Regions from separate parts of the Columba livia genome. Here region 2 is linked to region 1. Evidence: chromatin contacts called from public Hi-C data. All regions are on one chromosome and are shown on one strand. Each heading gives the region's core, a stretch centred on a gene start, on an enhancer-like site or on the middle of the called end of the contact. The rest is flanking DNA. Distances are from core to core; before and after follow the strand shown.

Region 1 (7,275 bases), core at 2,403-4,902:
CCAAGACTCTTTCTGTAACAATTAAGAAGGGTTTCTTTGAGTAAAAATATCCATGCTGTTTGGCTGCCAAAGCATTGCATGTTTCTGGACCTTTAAATTAAAAGGAAGGAACTTTTGGTTAGAACAACATACATGCGTATCTTAATGTGGAGTCCTTCTGAAGCAAGACTTGACAAAAGCAGGTTTGATCCCTCTCAATAAGGCTCCAGAAACTGTCCCCAAACACTGTAACATCCTTAGGGGGCTTGGAATGCATTTTTTTCTAATAACGAAACGTCTTTCTCTTTTCATTTTTATAAGGAAAAAAAATAAATATTTAACCAGACTATGAGGAAATATATTTTCAATATTCATAAAATGCTCCAAACAACTGCTTATTTTTATTTGCCAGAATAGGGTGGAGCAGTGGGTTTTGTGGTTGAGATCACCCCCACCAAGAGAGATGACCTGTTGGCTGTATGTTCAGTGGTGATACAACCCTAATTTAATGTTCATCATGTTTTTAATTCTATAAATTTAGACTAGAATTCTCAGAGTATTTTTTCTTGCGGTCTCAGCACACAGATTCCTTATTAGCTTGTGCAAAACGTCTGCAATTAAAATTCCCTCGGGAGTCTGAACAATTTTGTCCTGGCCTGGTTGCATCTCTGAGCTTCTGAGCCTCTCCCCGCCATTCTGATGATGCTTTTATTTTTCAGCACATTAAAGGGCAGAAATGAAAGAGTGAGTTTAAATTGGAATATAATTAGTTCTTTTGTGGGTCTGCAATAATTAAATGTGCGTATGTGGGCAGGCAGTCAAGACAACACTGGTTTTACTCACTGAAAGCTGGACTGTCGCTTTACTCCAGAGCAAACTGCTGCTGCGACCTGTGGCAGAGCCCTTCCCATGGCCAGCGCTGCGGGACTCTCCTCCAGACGCTCACCTGGGCTGTGGCCACTTGCTCACCCTGAGCTGCCATTTGCAGTAGGGCTAAAATGCCACCCTACATGTTTGTCGTAGAGCGAGCTGGCATTTCGTGACAAGCGAACGCCAAGTTGCCTGACGTAATTACTGTGAGTAACAGAGAATAGATATTTTGAGTGTCTAAGGAAATGCTGTCTTGTGAAAGCTCACATATTTGGTTGACTTGTGGCAGCAGATTCCTCCTGCCAGCAAACCCGAGGAACGCCTTCACCCCGCCGTGGTGCCTGCCGAGGATTGAGCGTCGAGTGTCCGGCTGAACAAGCCCGATCCTCAGGACTGCGCTGAATAAACTGTTTGTGGGCCTGTTGCAGGACAAGCTCCAAGCGAGCGCCTGGCTTGGAGGAGTCCTCCAAACTGCCTCTGAGAGCATCCCCGGCAGCCTCTCCAGGCAGGTCAGACCCAGCGGTTCAGAAGCACACACGTGTTGGGCTGGGAGCATGCCACGGTGGGTTAGGGTGTGTGCAGGTTTGCTTTGGACACCCAGGACATGCTCCATGTCTCCCAGTTCATATCATAGAATCACAGAATAGTTTTGCATTGAAGGGACCTCCCCAGCTCCCCAGTGCCACCCCTGCCATGAGCAGGGACATCTTCACCAGCTCAGGTTGCTCAGAGCCCCGTCCAGCCTGGCCTGGGATGTCTCCAGGGATGGTTCATCCACCACCTCTCTGGCCAACCTGGGCCAGGCTCTCACCACCCTCAGGGCCAAGGATTTCTTCCTTATGTCCAGCCTGAATCTCCCTCCTTTACTTTAAAACCATCACCCCTTGTCCTGTTGCAACAGGCCCCGCTAAAAGGGCCGCCCTCTTTCACAAGTGATACCTTAGCTCTTGATGGGTAGCTGAATTCTCCCTTTTCTTCCTTTCTTGGCGCAGTAAGATAGAGCAGGTACAAAGAAGAGAGGAGGGCCGAGAACGACTTTTGAAGCAGAAATGGAAGCTTTCTTCCCCTACATGATGAGGTGTCTCCCACAGAGTTTATTTCACTGGGGAGGGGTGGAGGGTCAGGGCAAAGAGTAGAAGAGATTTCAGTTTTACTCAAGATGGCTCTTTTCTGGATAGGCTGACATGTGGCAATGCCTGTACCCCGAACCAGCTGGTCCTTACTGTGCTGGGCTGTGAAAACAGGAGTGCAACCTGGACAGAATATCACCAAGAAAACGAGGTAGTGTCACACTGGGGACTGGGCAGTTTTATTGTTTCTTTCAGAAAGCAGCTGAGATGAGAACTTGCCCAGTTTTTATTCTAGTCTATATATCCACACTGTGTAAATAAATTTGAAGTGAGGGCTTTTAAATGCATTTTTACAGCTTGTTTTAAAGGCAATGGAAGCAGGTTACCGATATAGAACTGCTATGGAAAGTGGGACGTAGTTATTACCGTAGGAAACTTGACCTGAAGATAAGGCCGACCTGGAGTAATGACAACTGATACAGGTGAAGAGCTGTTGAGAGCTGGAAGATATTTGTGTACAGACACATGGGGTAAACCAGAATATGTTAGCATAAGTGCATTTCTAAAAATAGCCCAACAGTCCCTGCGGTGTGTGACCTGAAATGGGAAGATACACAACACAAATTACTGCTGTCTCTCTGTTATCATGGAGAGCACATAACAGTTTACACTGTGCACAGCAGCATTTTGGGCACCTGCTTAAGTGAAAATTCCAAAGTAAATGTTTTTCCTTTGGAATTAATTAAAGAAGACCTTCCAGCTGTTGGTAAGGACACTGTTTCACACCCTGCTCTCGAGTCAATTGAAGCATAATTTAAAAATGCTGTCGCATCCCACCCTGCACTGCTGCCTCATTTGCCTCACCCTTGGGTTTGAGAGCAAGTACATTTCGTAGAACTAAAAGATGTATTGTGCCTGTCTGTAAAACTAGGTGTACACACACAAAATCAAGGAACTAAAATACTGTTTTTAAATGTAATTTAATCAATAAAGGGCTATTTACTCTTTAAAGATTTAAGCATAACGCCATGGGCAATGCAGGGCCAAGAGGGTTCCCCGTTGCTCCAGCAGTTTCTCGACCCCGGAGTAAACAACACGGCGTTTGGCGTGGGGATGAAATGACAAGAGGAAAACAGTCAGCTGCATTCTGGGGTGTGAATAATGCATCACCTTCTAAGTACAGTCTTAATATTCTGCAATGAATATGTTTGTTAAAGCACCACTCCCGCCTATTTCAGTTCTGTTGGTGAAATCCAATGGCTAAGCTGCCTTTTGGAGTTGCAAAAGGACTGCAAGGCCTCTCTGATGTTATGTTGTAATTACGACAGCACATGAGCGTTTAATGAGAATCAGGAGACATGAAGCTTTGAGTCTTTAACTGTCAGCCTGCAGCAAAGAAAAATGCTAAACCGGAGCATTTCTGCTGAGCTGCCATTGCTGACCATGATGTTCTCAGTGGCCTGATGCTGCCTGAGCGAGCAGCGGCAGTCTGGGAGAGCTCTCACAGAGCTGGGGGGAAGGGGGGGCTTTTTATTCTCCACAGTGAAAGGCAATTAACTGTAAATTCTACTTAAAGACTTTAATAGCACACTATGCAGTTCATCTTCCACTCACCTGCATGTTTATACCTGAGAATTAGGTTGTTATGTTGTTGTTTATTTACTGGTTTGGAAAATATCTGAAGAGAATTTGTTGATGGAGGGGAGATGACAGGATGATTATCTGTCAAATCAGCAGGTATTTACTGCTGATGATACAGGAGTCGGCCTAGGCAGAGAATGGCAGGTTGATTACACGGAAGAATTTTCTTTAGTCCCGTTTCCTCTTAAATGCTTTGTGTCACAGCCTGTAGTGGCTCTTGCTTTGGTGCTACGTTCTTCTTTCCACGCTGTTATTTCTTAAGTTGTATGTTAAGTGACAGATGCAAAGGAGATTTGGGGGAAAACAAACCATAAACCAAATAAAGCCCCACAAAGCATGCCTCCTGCTGGTTAGAATGAAGAAATAGGTAGTCCTTGCAAGGTGATTATGAATTAGTTACTTTAGTTATCCATGCCATGCTGGAATAGTTTTCTTAAGGAGTTACTTTTTTAGTGCTTATTGGCATACCTTTACATTCAAAACGTTGACTTTGAGTGACTGCTAACCTGATAATCTGCCTCATTTCATACCTCTTCATCACCAAAGGGACTTTTCTCCCAGTCCCTCATCACGTCAGGGATGCTGCTCTGCATTGGCCTGTGGCAGGATGGCGTGGAATTATGTTTTGTGCGATGTACGGACAAGGAAATTCTGTCCCTAAGTGACAGATTCTTTATTCCCATTAAGTTAATATCTTTGGTGGATCTTGGAAGTGAAAATGGATTACTTGGAACTAGTTTTCCTGGTTTATTCGATGTGGGACAGCGTGGTTTGAGCTGTGGTGAACACGAAGGCAAAACTCTTGTGGCTCATTCTGACTGTGGTCCTGTTTTATTGTGTACGGGTTTGGTAGTATACATGTGTAGTCTGGGGACTTGGTGCTGCATATGTCAATAAAGTTAACCATACAGAAAAACATGTATGCGTTTCTCAGATTGGAGTGTATAATTCCAGTGATGGTGTGCAGGAGGAAGAACGCTCCAGGTGAGGCTGTTGTTTGGAAATCTGATGCTCGTGAGTCTTCCCATTTTCCATTTGTCCTTTTCCCAAGTGTTTCAGTGATCTAGAAGTGGGAAATTAAACTATTGGGGTAATTGCTAAACTGAGGGAGTGTGGTCTGGACAACCGAGTAGTGAGGTGGACTGTGAAGGGAAGAAGCCAGAGAGCCGTGGTCAATGGGGCAGAGTCCAGTTGAGGCCTGTATCCAGTGCAGTGCCTCAGGGGGCAGTGCTGGGCCGGTATTATTCAATATATTCATCAATGATATGGATGAGGGAACAGAGTGACTGTCAGCAAGTTTGCTGATGACACCGAGCTGGGAGGAGTGGCTGACACTGGAAGCTGTGCTGCCATCAGAGACCTGGACAGGCTGGAGAGCTGGGCGGGGAAAAATTTAATGAAATATAACAAGAGCAAGTGCAGAGTCTTGAATCTGGGCAGGAACAACCCCAGGTTCCAGTGTAAGTTGGGGAATGACCTATTAGAGAGCAGCGTAGGGAAAGGGACCTGGGGGTCCTGGGGACAGCAGGGTGACCATGAGCCAGCACTGGGCCCTTGTGGCCAGGAAGGCCAATGGTACCTGGGGTGGGTTAGAAGGGGGACCCAGGCTGCCCAGGGGGGTTGTGGAGTCTCCTTCTGTGCAGACATTCCAACCCGCCTGGACACCTTCCTGTGTAACCTCATCTGGGTGTTCCTGCTCCATGGGGGGATTGCACTGGATGAGCTTTCCAGGGCCCTTCAACCCCTGACATTCTGGGATTCTGGGATTCTATTTCCAGGTCACCCCTCAGAGGAGGGTCGTGCTCTTGGCCTCCGTTGGCCTTGCAGGAACAGGAGAGCCCCAGTTCCTGGGCCAGGATGATCAAATGCAGGTGCCTACCAACACCAAATAGATAGTTTGGACCTAAAAGTCATATATTGAGCTGAGACTAGAAACAATAGCAAAAATAGCGTTTGAATCACCTCAGATCAAAAATGGTTTGTCCTGTTATTTTAACACTTTGTACCTAAGTAGTCTTTCGATATAGCTTATGACTCGCATGAATATGAAAATGTTATTCCCGTTCCCTCAGAATTAAACATCTGTAGCTGTAAATGATGTCTTTTGCACTTGTAAATTTTATCTTGTTTGTTTATAAATTCTTCTACAAAATGCACTTGCATTTAAGGTATTAATGTAGATATTATACTTTCTTACAGAGTACCTTAATATAACGAATGTAAAATCTGATTTAGAACATGCAGTAAAAAAAATATTAGGTTTTACTACACATAGAAGAAACAAAATAATGAAAATGTGATGCGTTTACTAACCTTAAAGTCACTATTTTCTTTCTGTGCTTTAGAAAATATGAACAAAATAACACAGTTCTTGTATATCTCATTGGTTGGGATACTCAGCCAGTTGTTGATAAGAGCCATTCCAGTTTCAGCCGAACTATGAAGTTTTATGCAAGTATTGGATATGGTTTGAATACATTTGCTATATTTTTGTCTCATTTTGCACTGTTTCTCCATTTCATATGCTTCTGCTTTGATAAGACGCTCACCTGTTTCATTATTCATCTCTAAATCAAGAGTAACTCTGAAATGAACCATATTGGAAAAACACCACTACTAATAATGTTCCTGCTGTTCCATGCCCTAAACAATGCCTGTCTTGTTTATCCATATGTGTATTTGTAGACCCAGAATACTCTTTGCAACTTAGGATAAGACAAAGTACCTAAAGATGGTTGCGATGCACATTTGTCCGTGCAAAGGAGGCACCTTCCCTGGCCCTTCTGACAGGGATTGTGCAGGGAGTCCTAGCAAGATGGGCCTGAGAGATTGGGGGAAAACCATTTTCCTAAGTAAATATTGGTAGCCTTCTACTTTTCTCCAACCACACAACTGAAGCAGAACGCACAGTGTGTCGCCTGCTGTGAAGTTCTCTCGGATGGGAAAATGACACCTTAATGAGAGAGCACGGGAGAAACGGTTCCGAGGCAGCCGAGTGTCAAGCGCTGACATGGGGGAAGCTCCGGCTCTCTGTGCACACTGACCTAGATGCTCTTTAGCAGTGTCAGGTGAAATAATACCCAGGCTACTTGGCTGGGTATTTTAATCTGAAATACCAGATGTACATGAGCAGAAAGAAGCGGGGATAGGCGTGTTTCTCAAAGCTGAATTTCTTTCTGCTTCCATCTGGCAAAGGTGAGTAAGTTGTATCTCCTAGAGTTTTCTTATAGGAGCTGTGTAGAAACACAGAGCTGCTTCAGCAGGGGCTTTGTTCCAGCTGTTTTCAACACCTGTCTCAGGCCTCTGAGGTTATTCTGTTTACTGTCAGCTACGTGGTATTATTATCCTACTTGAGGAGTTACGGTATTTTCTTGCTTGGTTCAATTTACAAGGCTGCTTGGATTGTTTATACACCAGTCTTCCCATACTGCAGAACAAAAGTATACATCCATATTGAGCTTTTTATCATAAATTGTAATTAACTGGAAAATTAATTGGAAACTCCAATTATTGGTACCATTGAAATAGACTCAGGAGACTAAGTGAAGAAGATGTTCCTGCTGGTTGAGCCCGTGCAATAGTAGTTCAAAACTGTCTGCAGCAGCAAGATCAGCTAACAGCCTCCTGGTGTTCGAACACGACAAAGAAAACATAAGCAGGTTTCTAGAACTGTTGTATTGGCAGCATGGGTGACTCAGTTCTAATGAGCCCACTG
Region 2 (7,166 bases), core at 4,285-6,784, 77 kb before region 1:
GTTTTTACTGCTAACCATCCTAGAAATTTTTTTCAAGGTCATGTAAACACCAGTGTGACATTCTGTGGATGACACCATATAGAGATTAACCATTCTTTCTTTGCATTTGATTATTCTGAAGAACGAGCGCAGTTCTGTTGTTGCAGCAGATGCTCTAGCTGTGAGTGATTACATTTCTAAGCTGCTTTGAGGTCTGTCTCCTCATTTTGTCTGCCTGTGTTTGTGAAAGTCCTGTATCAAGCACTAGCAGAAGTACAAGATCATGCACATGTACTTTCTGATGAAATTATTATTGTCTAAGCTGTGCACAAGATTGTCGTTAAAGGAATGAACCTGTTCTTGAATGGCTCTGTAACTTCAACCAGGTAAATGTGAACCTGGCCATGGGTGTCCAAGACAGACTCCAAGTTACCATTGCCCAAAAGGTGTGTTGATCACATCTTTCCAGACACATCGTGTGGCTCTGAAATAACTGGGTGGGAGGGGAAGAGCTATTAAGTCTGTTGTTGCTATCAGAAGTTAAAATATTACTCCAAAACTTCTGGAGCTCATGTAAAGGTAGACGTGGTTTGGTGTAGGGTGAAAAGTTGACATTTACATGTGGTTATACATGGCTTTGAGGATGGGATAGAAGGAGAATCATCATGATGAAGAAGGGGAGAACTGTAAAGGTAGCAGAAGGCTCATTTTCATCCTGTATAATGTGCTTTTTTTTACGACCCTGAAGGGATCCGTATTAAAAAAACCCAGAATACAGGTTATTTGCTTTTCCATTTGATTTGATCTACTGTTTCTTAGCATTTTACCAATATTATCTTTCCTGTTAAATGTTTTCTTGTGCTTGCTTTAGTTATGATCTTGACGTGTGCAGGGCCTAAGGAAGAATTTGCTTGCAGAAGGTTAATGTCTTCATGATTTTGTAACAGTTTGTCCTTTATTCTGACTGCAGACTGTAAACAATATATGGCTGCTTCTGTTGTTTGTTATTCCATGTTCCTTAGTTTCACATGTTTCTTAATCACAGGGCATTACAATTTATTTGAATTACTGTAAAATTTGAATATTATGTGTGCAAAAATTGGGTATTAGCTTATTGCAGTTTAATGCATCCCTGGAAGTGCTCTGATGCTTTGTGGGCAGGGTAAATCATCGCAATGTTTGGATGGTGCTCGCAGTTTTGGCCTTTTGCTGCTGTAATCTCAGAGTTGCTTCCCATAGATAGAAAGAGTAGGAACTTCTGATATTTTGACTTGCTTCTTTCCCTCCCCAATACAAACAGCAATTAACTCGCTCTGCTTAGTATACTAAACTGAAGCACTGTAATTATTCACTTCCATAGGGTAGGATTTGTCCAATCTTTCAATGAGTATCTTTATATGTTTGTGTAAAGGAAAAGAAAGAAGAAAGGCTGCTGGTTAAACACCAGAATTAAAGGCAGTGCCTGCAGGTGCCAGCCCTCTGGCCTTGAAGAGGTGACATTTGATTATCCTCAGTGTGGTTATAGTTAATGATGTGTCTCGGGAGAAAATGAAGGCGAAGACTGCTCAGTGTTATTAGCTGTAACAGGACACTAGCATTGGTTTCTATCCGGTAGTTTTCCAATTAAGGGAAAATGGTGTCATTATAAGTTGGTGGCATTTGAAACAATTGGAGTTGGTATCCATAGTATCATCGAATCGTGGCATTTACTCTGCATGGAGCAAATAGAGAAGCCGACCTTCTGTGGTGCGGGGAAAGTCGGAAATGCAGAAGTAAACATTTTCCTATTTAAATAAATCATGGCTGGCTAAATCAAACATGCTGTGAATCTCAGGATTTATCGCTAAATCCTGGTAGGGGTTCTCTTTCAGTTAAACAGAGTTTAAAAGTAGATGACCTAAATGGTGCACACTGTTATAAAACAGAAACATTTCCTTTTTCTCCTCATTCCTAGATGAATTTGCATTGTTTCTGTGAAGAGTGAAACTGTCTCACTGTGCATTCTAGTATGGAAGGTGGAGTAGAAATGGCATTTGTCTTATTTTTATGGGCCAGATTTCTGTGCTCAGGAACTCAGGGGACTGAGGAAAAGCTGCTGATCTGAGGGCATTGAGGGGAAGAGTTTCTCCTTTGCCACCTTCAGGCACTTGCATGTATTAGATGCAGACTATTATGTTTTTTCTTCTGCAATGTAGAGTTCTCCTTTGCAAACATATTCAGCTCCTACATTCTTTCGAGTGGTTTTACCTAAAAAGGTGGGTGAGGCTTCAGTTTTGCGGAGCGGCAACTGACTTGCCGTTATTTTCAGCACGTGTTATTTGCCCTCTGTAACTGGTGGTGTGCAGTCATTAAACAGCTCAGAGCAGCGTGTGTGTGGATTCTTTAGCTTGGATGGTATGGGTATGGATTTTTATGTGCTGCTAGATGGAGCAAAAACCAGTTCAACTGTGATAAATTAGAGACTCATCTCCCAAAGCAGGCTTTAAAATGACTCGAACTAGCTGAAGAAAAAGGTTGTATAACATGGGGAGAAGAAATAATCTCAGATCCTGAGCATGACCGAGATCAAGCTTTTAAATTTAGGGTTTTTTGAATTTTCCCTTAGCCATTCCACCAGTTGTGTATAATAATTGAATGTGAATTGCCATAATTTTCAGCAACTCCAGATTCATCATGAATTTGAATTATGAATATCGCGTGTGGCCAAGGAAGCTCCTTATTTGAGCAGGTGCCTGGCGATGGCAGAATGTGGTGTGCAGATCAGAATGTAGCAGCATTAAAGCAGCGTTTAAGGTGAGGCACCTTGCCAAGTGGTGGGGACTCGGCTGCTCCGTCCGCACGTTCCGCAGACAGCGCCTGGAAAGGCTCAGTCCCCTCGGGATCCTCCCGTTTGCAAGGGTGACATTGATGTTACACAACACCGGTTTGTCAAACAGACCGTCTGAAAGTGCAGCGCTGGGTCCTTTGCCACCTCGGGTACTGAAACAGAGCAGGGAGTTCTCAGGTAATGTAAACCCAAAACATCTACACAAGCGTCTGTGAAAGAACTTGTGTTGTTGCCAGCGCTGCAAAGCGGTGGTAGAATGTTCTCATTTTCCACTAATGGAATAGTTCCTGAAGCGGAAGCCAGAGGGAGCTCCCCGGCAGGCTGTGGCAAAGCTTGCCCATTCAGTCAGTAGAAATATGGCCTGTTCTGTTACCTGAAGATGAAAACAAAGAGGAGAGCATCTCTGTTTACTTTTGCATGCTATTAGCACTGGAGATACAGAACCGTTTGATCCTATGGAATGACATAATGCATATATATGCCAGCATGTCCGAGAACCAATGTTGTTTACATGTTTTATACTTATCATCATAAATACGTTGTTTGCTTGTGTGGTCTGCCTCTGCCTTTCTCAAGTCGTAATGCAGAATATATTCCAGGGAAGGTGCGTGTGTTTAACAATATATGAATAGCCATATGCGGTATCATACATCCCACTGTCGGATGTCTGAGGGTTATGTAGGAAGGAGTATAAGAACAAGATGAGCACACAGCGATACTTCTCCTAGGCTCCGGTAGCTTTGTATGAGAAAATAATCCATAGGTGATGTCTAGTAGGTTTGCTAAGAAAGGAAAGGAAAGGAAAGGAAAGGAAAGGAAAGGAAAGGAAAGGAAAGGAAAGGAAAGGAAAGGAAAGGAAAGGAAAGGAAAGGAAAGGAAAGGAAAGGAAAGGAAAGGAAAGGAAAGGAAAGGAGAAAAGAAAGCATGAAAAATTTCAAATAAATAGGTGTTTCTGCTGTTAAAGCAACAGAAATTCTAGTTGTACTGTTCTACTTTTACTGAATTAATTATAAGAATTCATTTAAGGGTACCACACCTGTATTTACAGGGCATTTGGCTTGATGCACTTTTTTGCTCATGTGCAGGTATGTTTCATATTCTCTTTGAAGTTCCCAAAGGTGCCCAGCGGTTGCTCCGGCCGGGCCAGGAACTCCATGGGATTGATCCCCCTCCCGTCTTGCCGCTGAGGACACTGGTCCCTCCTTCCCCTCCGCAGCATTTACCTGAATGTGCAGGGGGGAACTCCGAGCTCGTAGGCGCCGGTTCCAGCCTGTGACCAGGGGATCCCTGAGGCCGATGTTCTCACAAAAAGGATAAAGGGGAGACAGAACTTGAGTCAATCCACAAGGAGAAACAACACCCAGTGAGTTGAGAGGTAGTTTTCCTGCTTATGTCTGGATCAAGTCCGGCCTTCTGTTCTCTGCTGCTTGCTGATCTTTCGTGACTCGGTGCTGCTGCCGTTGGGTTTCCACCCTGGAACACACAGATGTTCATTTACTGACCCTGAACAGAGGCTTTGGAGCCTTTCTTGGGGGTGGGAGGGACTCGGAGTGAGTTATCTCTGTTTTTCACACCAGAATGTGTACATGGTCAGAAGGAAACAGTATCTGTACAGCTAATATGTTTTAGTTTGCATAGTAAGTGTATAGCAAACATCTGGGTACTCATTAAAGAATGCTTCATTAAATAAAGGTGCTAATAAGGGTGGGAGGTCTCCAAGATCCTGCTCAGTACGGCTGCTTCATGCTCAGCTAACAGCTTGATCTGCAATTAATGTTTTACCTTAGTCATTGCTATAAAATATGGGTGTTGCTGTTTTCCCGTTAGAGCTGGGGCTAAGTTATTAGAAAATCTGAAAATAACTACCTGTATTTACTAAACCAGCTGAGCAGCTGAAATTTCAAATAACCAAAGCCCATTTCTTCCTACAGTTACGTTTATTTCCATATTCAAGGGAAAAATTGTACACAAAGTATTATTAATGAAAAATATGTCCCTTGCTAACTTCAAGTGTTTCAAAGCAAATGCTTTTGTTTCCACACCCATTAGAGTTCTTTGGGTTTGTTTTTTAGTTGTTATTTGTACTCTCTTTGACCTTTAGTGATTTTTGGTTGATGCATTTGTAGGAAAATGCAGATAATCAACACAATTTATGATCCATTTATGTAAGCATTCTTTTTTTCTGAGTAAATTATGCCACATCACGTTCCCCTCTGCGTTTTTTCTTTCCTAGCCAATCACTGGAGCATTGCACACCTGAAAATCAGGTAGAATTGCAATCTATCTTGCTCTTTCCCTCAATTAAATTCATCTTTATGGAGAATTCACTTAGTTGTAATTGATATTTTATAACAAGATTTTGCCAGGGGCTGGTGTAGCGCAGATAATTAATCTCAGTCAGGAAATGTTGCTCAAATAATTTTCTTTGGTAATCCCACAAGCAGCATTATGAACCAGGTGACACGTGACAGTGCGGGGAACGGGCAGGCAGCCCACAGCTCCGGCTCTGCCGTGCAGCAGATGTTTCTGACAAACAAGTTTGTTTGCAGCTCGGTCACGAGGTGTGTGATTCAAGCCATTTTGCTCGCCGTTGTTCTTTGTTAGCGGGCAAGCTCTCAGCTGCCTGCGGAAGCCTCCAGATTGCTCCTGGGGCTCTGGGGTTCAGCGTGAAATCGAGGTGCTCTCCACCGCCATTCAGCAATTCTGGAGCCTGCAGAGACATGTCTTCTGCTTTATTATTGAAGGCTCTTTTAAAAATGTATTTTCTTCTTGATTTTGGGAAGCTTAATGAAAATGTTTCTTTTTGCCACCACATGAACAGTAGTAGCTCTCCCTGCAAATTGCTTAGTTAACTTTAGTGCTTCAAGACAAGAAAATAGCCACTGCTTTATAAAATAAAACCGAAAATGACTAATAGGCATCGTCAACTCATTTAACATTTTGCATCAAAGACTTAATGATGATCAAAGAGCCAACAAGGGAAACAGAGCTGTAGGTGTGTAAGTGGAGCAGCAGGAACCCTATCGCTTCATTGCAGAGGAGGCAAAATGAATCCTGAGCTTTGCTTTCATGTTTCATTAGGTGCTTGTCACAGCCACAAAACCTAGGCCAGCTTGAGGAAGTCCCTCGTTGGCTTAGCCATGAGAATGGAGAAATCTGGGAGGCAATTTTCATTAGTCTTCATGTAAGATGCTTTATCTGTCCGAACCTGGAGTGGTACAAGACGCAGCAGTGGAGGCTGCAGTGTAGACGAAGTGCTGCCAGCTCTAGCCAGATGTGCAAGTGTCTGCCAGTTGTTTGTTTCAGTGAATTCTCTGGTACTGAAAAGTTAAATGCTATAATAGTCTTTGGGTAATAAGTGTGAAATTGAAGAATGGGGAAGATTCATTTAAAGCTTACCCGCTTTAGGTACTTTGACAATTTCTTTCCATGTTTTGTGTTTTGAGGGCTTTTCTAAAACCATTTCACAGCATCGTGTGTGTATATACAGATGCAGACAGATATACAGCAGTCTCCCAAGTATGGCTGTTCTCCAGATACAGCTCTACCCAGATGGCACTCAGAACCTTTGGCCCTCTCAGACGCATCTGGCACTGCACGGTCTGATTTCTTGGTTTGCATTGACGCTGTACTAGCTCCCGTGGGTACAGAAGTACCCCGAACTGCCCTGCTGGAAGCACTGTTTGGAACTTAGAATGGATATGGCAATCACTTTTGAACTCTGAAGTTATGTAAAGCATGTGGTCATCTTATTGTGATTTCAACTGGCTCCTTTTGTTATGGAAAGTCAGGGTAGTGAAAATTCTTATTACAGTAAATTTGATTTTTATTTATTCTATATAAATGTATGCATGCATATGTATATTCGCACACAAATATACAAAATATATATTTTAAAAATATGGAACTTATACACTCTGGTGTTCGCATACCCCCTAAAGTTTCTAACTGTTGGACAAGAGCCACTGCGGATGGGGCCAGTGCAGAGCCCTGCGCCGTGGTCCTGTGTCTGCCCGGCTGGAACCCGGCGCCCATGCGGGATCCCTTTGGCACTGTCTCAGATTCTCAGGTATGTTTACAATGCCTCTCAATTCACTCAGCACACGTGAGCAATGTAAACTGCCAGTTAACTGGAAAATCCTGCGTCCTTCCTATGGCCGAGGCTGCTCTGTAGCTTCCCGTCCCGCTTCCAACACGTGCGCCGCTAACCCCTCTCTTCATTGTTTTGCCACAGACATGCTGACGGAGCTCCAGTAGTGCTTGGTTTCCAGTTCTGTAGTGTAGTAGTTTGCTAGTTGCACGTTATTATATTTAACTTAAATTTGTAAGCCTTTTCTTCCAGAAAACAATGATGCTTTTT

The links. Hi-C and Micro-C count contacts between places; a contact is called where the count stands out from the background.
Region 2: a contact with region 1 is called in a Hi-C map of crop, with 2.6 times the contacts expected there. The contact joins two enhancer-like sites. A contact is called at or near these places in 2 of 2 Hi-C or Micro-C datasets (crop and liver).

The regions. Positions count from the first base shown.
Region 1 is chr10:1,845,393-1,852,667 of bColLiv1.pat.W.v2, reverse strand. All of the region lies in intron 4 of IQSEC1 (IQ motif and Sec7 domain ArfGEF 1), which reads left to right. Among named protein-coding and RNA genes, the nearest start is that of ACAD9, 92 kb to the right of the region's middle. Within about 2 kb of position 3,652, at least 1 of the 3 cell types and tissues checked has an H3K27ac peak away from gene starts, as active enhancers do.
Region 2 is chr10:1,924,544-1,931,709 of bColLiv1.pat.W.v2, reverse strand. All of the region lies in intron 3 of IQSEC1 (IQ motif and Sec7 domain ArfGEF 1), which reads left to right. LOC135580434 (a long non-coding RNA gene) reads left to right here. Exons shown (of 2, transcript XR_010474983.1): 2 at 1-7,166. Among named protein-coding and RNA genes, the nearest start is that of IQSEC1, 160 kb to the left of the region's middle. Within about 2 kb of position 5,534, at least 1 of the 3 cell types and tissues checked has an H3K27ac peak away from gene starts, as active enhancers do.